Linked DNA regions of Callithrix jacchus: region 2 is linked to region 1. A link is a contact called in public Hi-C data. All regions are on one chromosome and are shown on one strand. Each heading gives the region's core, a stretch centred on a gene start, on an enhancer-like site or on the middle of the called end of the contact. The rest is flanking DNA. Distances are from core to core; before and after follow the strand shown. Region 1 holds the start of SEMA4A (semaphorin 4A). Region 2 overlaps PMF1 (polyamine modulated factor 1).

The links. Hi-C and Micro-C count contacts between places; a contact is called where the count stands out from the background.
Region 2: a contact with region 1 is called in a Hi-C map of induced pluripotent stem cells, with 4 times the contacts expected there. The contact joins the enhancer-like site here to the promoter of SEMA4A in region 1. A contact is called at or near these places in 3 of 3 Hi-C or Micro-C datasets (induced pluripotent stem cells and skeletal muscle).

The regions. Positions count from the first base shown.
Region 1 is chr18:16,540,569-16,544,060 of calJac240_pri, forward strand. SEMA4A (semaphorin 4A) reads left to right here and starts at 1,529. Exons shown (of 17, transcript XM_054247614.2): 1 at 1,529-1,586; 2 at 2,998-3,115.
Region 2 is chr18:16,609,041-16,612,532 of calJac240_pri, forward strand. All of the region lies in intron 1 of PMF1 (polyamine modulated factor 1), which reads left to right. Among named protein-coding and RNA genes, the nearest start is that of PMF1, 7.9 kb to the left of the region's middle. Within about 2 kb of position 1,616, at least 5 of the 16 cell types and tissues checked have an H3K27ac peak or open chromatin away from gene starts, as enhancers often do.

The DNA.
Region 1 (3,492 bases), core at 279-2,778:
GGAGTGCAATGGCATGACCTAGGCTCACTACAACCTCCGCCTCCCAGGTTCAAGTGAGTCTCCTCTCTCAGCCTCCCGAGCAGCTGGGATTATAGGTGCACACCACCACACCCGGCTACTTTATTTATTTATTTTTTTTTTTGAGACAAGTTCTCACCATGTCGTCCAGGCTGGAGTACAGTGGCTATTCACAGGCTTGATCATAGCACACAGCAGCCTTGCGTTCCTGGCAGCATCCCAAGTAGCTGGAACCGCAGGCAAGCGCAGCCACCAAGCCCAGCTATGGGAGCACTTTTGCAGAACCTGAGACCTATCGCCAAGTATCATCCAAGAGACTGGAACTAATTTTCACTTTCACCACTAGTGGGCAGCTTATTACCATTCTCATTTTAATCAAGGTGGCGGAGAACCAGGGAGGGAAGAGGTTTACCCCAAGTCACCCAGGACTCCAGATCCTCAGAAAATACCGTGGCAACTCAGGATACTGTGGGAGGACCCAGGAGGGCCTTGCAGAGGAAAGGGTTGTTTGGGCATGTGGAAATGAGAACTATCCTGGAAGAGTACATCTTCCAGGTGGGAGATCCAGCACCAGCAGAAACGTGGAGAAAGGCCGAGTCCAGGCTGACTGGGGAAAAGCACCCCCCCAATCCTCCTGCACTAAAGGATTGAGAGGGGTCTACAGTACCCTGTGGGGAGCGTGAAATTAATTCCAGGGCCCTGGGAAGTCAGGGAGCATTGGGAGTAGAGGAGTGATATGAGAATTGAGGTTCTATCTTCCGTTTCTATTTATTTGTCCCTCTCTTCTGCCGTGGGCTTCTCTCAGCTGCCCCAGACCCTCCTGGCGTAACTAAGTCATTTTCCTTTTCCATATCACAATCCCGACAGCTCATCAGAGGGAGCAGGTGAGCCAGGGTCCTCCGCAGAGCCTCGGTGCCCCCTTGTTCTGTGTCCAGAGGGGCAGAGAAAATAAGACTTGGAGAGGCAACTGGGAGGGAAGGTGCTGCCTACACCCACTGACTGACTCTGGCGTGCTGGCCTCCCCCCGCCTTCGGGGGCCAGGACTCAGGCCCTTTCACTCCTTGGGCTGATTCTCCGTGCCTAGTACCAGGCAGTGCCAGCTGGCAGCTCTCACCGGAGACTGAGGTGGCACGCATATGGAGGGAGGAGGGGAGGAAGTGGGCAGGGGCCCAAAGGGAACAAGGGCCAGGATCCGAGGAGGTGGAGTCAGAAGCTGGGTGGCCAGCATGGGGGTCTCATGGGATGAGGAAAAATCGAGGCAAAGAACCTTGGGGGCTTCCAGGGGAGGAGGGGAGGTATCAGGTGGTCCCCACTCTGGCTCCCCTGCCCCTGGAAAGTCCAGTCCTCTCCCCACCACCTACTTTCCTCTACACTCAACCCCTTAAGCTGCCCCTGGCTAATTCTCCTTGGTCCCTTTAAGAGCTGCCTGGGAACTGGGGCACTGGAGGGGGCTGGCAGGGTCCCTACCCCCTCCCTGCCATGCCTGCCCCAGCTCCACCCCCTGTCCGGTGCAGACTCTGCTGGAAGTCTTGGACGCCTGGGTTAGGGTCTCCACTTCTGGGCTGGGGGTAAGGCTTAAACGTGGTGGGAAGTGGGACTGTGGTCCCTGGTGTGGGAGGGAGGGGTGGGATGCCAGGACCCTGGGACTATGGACATGGAGTGTCTGTGTGTCAACTCCAATGGACAATGCAGGGGGTGGTCCTCTGGCCTCAAATCGGGGAGAGGCAGCCTCAGGGATCTCGAGGAGCATATCCTAAGGAGCAGGATGCCTGGGTCTCCTCCCTCCACTCCCCCATATCATTTCCCCAAGACCATTTTCTAAATTCCGTCAGCTGTGCCTTGCTCCCCTGCAATCAAAGACACAGCGCCCCCAACACCCCATCTTTCCACGGGTAGGGAAATTGAGGCTAGACAAACTAGAGGAAATAGAATTATGTATACTACAGCAGGAGAAATAGAGATTAGCTTGTGGAAAGGCTCTCTCTCCCCTCTCCACTACACAGAACTGCAAACAGGAGGCCTGGGTGTCCAGCTGACATCAGCGAGTTTCTAACTGTGGCTATGGCCACCACCCTAGACTATGTCCCAACTCTCTCATCAAGACCATTTAGGTCTTTCTGGAAGTTTGGACTCTCATATGGCAAGGCCAAGGGAGGTCCCTGAAGTCTGGCTGGGTGACCTGGATTGAAGTGGGGCCAGGTGGGATCTGTAGGCTCCCGCATTCCCTTGGGTTATTTCAGAAATGCAGCTCCTTCCTTCTCTGCTACAGAGACTGGGTCCAATTCCCCTAAAAGGGAAGAATATAGGGGCAGGGACCCAAGGATGTTCAATGGGGGTGTGAGGGCTTCCTGCTTCCTTCCTGTTACCACACTAGTTCAGGGTCCTCTACACCCCACCATCTTAATCTCAATTTCTCCCCATGCTGCCATGTGTCTCAGTCCGAGGGGAGAGAGGCCTGGACAAGCAGGCCCTCTCTGAGTCCCCACGGCCAAGGTGCAGAGGGGCAGTGAGGTGGAGGGTCAGGAAGCAGTGGGGACATGGTGTCCCTGCTCAGGGTCCACTTCTGCTTTGAGTGCATGCCATGCCCTTCTTGCCTCGCCCCAAGGCTAATGCTCAACCACCACTCCAACTGAGACCTAAAGAGGAACCAGTCTTGGTCCATAAAACCCTCTACCCGGGGCAGATACCGGCACATTCATTTCCTTCCTCTTATAGTTACTATGAAGCCTGCTGGAGCCAAGCTGCTCCCAGGTGGGCTGAAAAGCCATTATTTTACCAAGGTGAGGCAGAGAGGGCAAGTGCCCTGCCCGGCTCACACAGCAGGCTACAGGCCTCCAGGCCTGGGACCCAAGACCCTTGTCCCAGAATCATGGTGCCTTTTCTAGTGCCCCTGCCAACTGAGAGAGGAAAGCCTGGAAGGGACTTTTTTTTCTTTTTCTTTTTTTTGTTTTGTAACGGAGTTTCTCTCTTGTTGCCCAGGCTGGAGTGCAATGGTGTGATCTCAGCTCACCGCAACCTCCACCTCCAGGGTTCTAGCGATTCTCCTGCCTCAGCCTCGCAAGTAGCTGCAATTACAGGCCTGCACCAGCACGCCCAGGTAATTTTGTGTTTTTAGTAGAGTTGGGGCTTTTCCATGTTGGTCACGCTGGTCTCGAACTCCCAATCTCAGGTGATCTGCCCGCCTTGGCCTTCCAAAGTGAGGCTGTGAGCCACCACGCCAGGCCTGAAGGGGCTTTCTCAACTCCTCATTTTACCAACGAACTTAGGGCCCAGTGGAGACAGAAGGGAGCTCTAGTAACAAGGCTGTTTAGGATCAGGGCTGTGAGAGGGCACAGGCTCGGCCCCCAGAAAGGCGCCACACAAACCTCTGCCTGCCTGTGCTCCTCCCCAAAGGGGAAAGAATCCAACTCAGTCTTCTTTCTCTATGCCCATCTAGTCTAGACTCTTGGAAAGTCCTCTGAAGTCTGCCCCCTA
Region 2 (3,492 bases), core at 366-2,865, 69 kb after region 1:
CCTGGCAGTTAATACAGACTTTTAAGATGTATGCAAATACTTGACTCTTCCCCAGCCCCAAGCCATTAAGTTAAAAGCCTTTATAGTCCTCAGTCCCAAGAATGAAGTACTTATACCTGCGACTGGAGTCTGAACATAGTTAATGAGAGTTTATTCACATTTTTGTTATCCAAAGGGATATTTTAAGCCCCAGATAGAATTTCCCTGCAGTTAAGCATATTTACCATATGCATGTCAGTTTGAGAGGGTAGATTTTATGAAGCACCCCAAAGTGATGAAAGATTATTGGCCACGCTGGGCTTTCAGATCCCGTGGATCCACACCCTGCTGTCTTCCTTTAAGACATCTTCCTTTAAGGTATCTTGTCTTGGCTGAGGCAAAGACTCCCCAGTACGTTCTCTCTCAGGCTTCAGAGCAGAGAAACATGGCCCTGTTGGAGCCTACCCTTTGTAACCTCTGTTCTCTGGAAATGAAGAGTACTTTTCTATCCCTATGGCCTCCTGAGCCATGTGAAAACCATTCTCCCGTTGAGCTAAAGCAAGCAGACAAGGGTGCTTCCTTTTTGTGTTTTGTTACAAACCGAAAGGCACCAGGAGAGTCAGTCGGTTAGAGGCATCGTTAGTGGGGCTCAGAATGTGGACTATTCAGAGAGAAGCTGGGTCTGCTACAGCTGCTTACAGCACCCTGGCAGCTGTGCCGCATGTGCTGGTTTATGGGGGCTAAGGGAGCAAGAGACCTTTGACAGTTCCTTTTTTTTTTTCTTGAGACAGAGTCTCGTTCTGTCATGCAGGCTGGAGTGCAGTGGCTTGATCTCTACTCACTGCAACCTCCACTCCTGGGATCAAGCAATTCTCCTGCCTCAGCCTCCCAAGTAGCTGGGATTATAGGCGTTCGCCACCACGCCTGGCTAATTTGGTGTTTTTAGTAGAGATGGGGTTTCTCTGTGTTGGTCAGGCTGGTCTTGAACTCCCGACTTCAGGTGATCCACCCGCCTTGGCCTCCCAAAGTGCTGGGATTACAGGTGTGAGCCACTGTGCCTGGCCAACAGTTCTTTAACTCTTAGATGCCATACTTAGAGATGGCCTTGTGGTCCAGTCTTCTGGCCTGGGATATGCCGCACGTGGTAAGACACGTAAAGTGACTTAAAGTCTACCTCTGACAGTGACCAAGAGCAGAAAGCTAACTGCATTTGTAATGAACTCATCGAGTTTTAAACTAGTGGCGAAGACTGTTGGTGTTCATAGGAAATAGTTCGTCACAGGAAAAAAGGGTGGTTTAATATATAAACTATTCTGCCTGTAAATGCCTCAGAAATATCTCATCCTCTCTGAATGTGCAGGCGACGTGTGCTACTGGTGGTGATTTGTTTCTGAAGGGTGGGCATGAGTCATCAGACTGTGGTGTGTGGCTCCAGGCCTGGCATGCTCATACTCTCTCCTCCGCATGTTTCCAGACCATCCACCTCTTTCTGTCCCTGCCGTTTCTGCCTTGCTCTGGGCTGTTGTCATCTCAGCTGTGCTTCCTGAGTCCACCCCCACACAGCAGCCGAGTGTGCGTCCTAAGGTGTAGATCTGTTCATATCACATCTCTGCTTCAGACCCTTTTCTAGCTCCTCTCACCATGATACATCCACGCTCTAGACTCTGTGTCTGGCCCGGCATGGAGGCCACCACAGCCAGATAGCCTGGATTGAGTCCACCTGGCTCCATCACATGCTGGTTGTGTGTGACCTTGGGCAGGCTTCTCTCTGCCTCAGCTTCCTCGTCTGAAAGATAGGGGTGATGATGATAGAACCCATCTCATAAGGTCATGGTAAGGATTCAATGAGTCATGTAGAGTCCATAGACAGGTGCTGGCACTAGGCAGTCCTTGGTTTCCGGTTATTACTTCATCTTCACACACATGCACATATATGCACACACACACACACACACACACACACACACCCCGCCCTTCAGCTACACTGCCTGAGCTTACTACATGCTGCTCTTCTCCTGTCCTGTAGCCAGCTCCTGCTTCTTTCTCTGACATTGCTTCCTGTAGGGGGCCTTCCCTGAGCCCTTGCTAGGACCCCATGCTGTCTCGTACTCATTTTCCTGAAGGCTGATCTGCAATGCCTTTGACGGCAGGAATTGTACTGTTTCCTTTGGGTTTGTACCACCGAACTTGGCCTGGTACCTGGTCGGTGCTCAGTAAGTGTGTTCAATGAATACAATTATCCTGCTGGCTTTTTTTTTTTTTTTTTTTTTGAGACAGAGTCTTGCTCCGTTGTTGAGCTCAGCTCACTGCAACCTCCGCCTTCTGGGTTCAGGCAGTGCTCCTGTCTCAGCCTCCCGAGTAGCTGGGACTACAGGCGCGCACCACCATGCCCAGCTAATTTTTTTTTTTTTTTTTTTGAGACGGAGTTTTGCTCTTGTTACCCAGGCTGGAGTGCAATGGCGCCATCTCGGCTCACCGCAGTCTCCGCCTCCTGGGTTCAGGCAATTCTCCTGCCTCAGCCTCCTGAGCAGCTGGGATTACAGGCACGCGCCACCGTGCCCAGCTAATTTTTTGTAATTTTAGTAGAGACGGGGTTTCACCATGTTGACCAAGATGGTCTCGATCTGTTGACCTCGTGATCCACCCGCCTCGGCCTCCCAAAGTGCTGGGATTACAGGCTTGAGCCACCGTGCCCGGCCCCTGCTGGCATTTTTTATTGTCATGCTAGTATTTATCAAACCACAAGGCTTTCTCTATCTTTTTCAGGAAAAGTATCCCAATTTCAGATTTTTAAAGTTTTACAGCAGTTTCCAAAGGAAGAAGCTGAACAATAAAAGGTTAAGTTAGTCCAAGAGACCAAATCTGGCCGGGCATGGTGGCTCAAGCCTGTAATCCCAGCACTTTGGGAGGCCGAGGCGGGTGGATCACAAGGTCAAGAGTTCTAGACCATTCTGGTCAACATGGTGAAACCCCCATCTCTACTAAAAATACAAAAAATTAGCTGGGCATGGTGGCGCGTGCCTGTAATCCCAGCTACTCAGGAGGCTGAGGCAGGAGAATTGCCTGAACCCAGGAGGCGGAGGTTGCGGTGAGCTGAGATTGCACCATTGCACTCCATCCTGGGTAACAAGAGGAAAACTCTGTCTCGAAAAAAAAAAAAGAGAGACCAAATAACCTAAAGATATAATTAAGATTAATTTTAAGTATTTATTTATTTATTTATTTTTTGAGACGGAGTTTTGCTCTTGTTACCCAGGCTGGAGTACAATGGCGCCATCTCAGCTCACCGCAACCTCTGCCTCCTGGGGTCAGGCAATTCTCCTGCCTCAGCCTACTGAGTAGCTGGGATTACAGGCATGCGCCACCATGCCCAGCTAATTTTTTGTATTTTTAGTAGAGACGGGGTTTCACCATGTTGACCAGGATAGTCTCGATCTCTTGACCTCGTGATCCACCTGCCTTGGCCTCCCAAAGTGCTGGGATTACAGGCATGAGCCACTGCGCCCGGCCTTA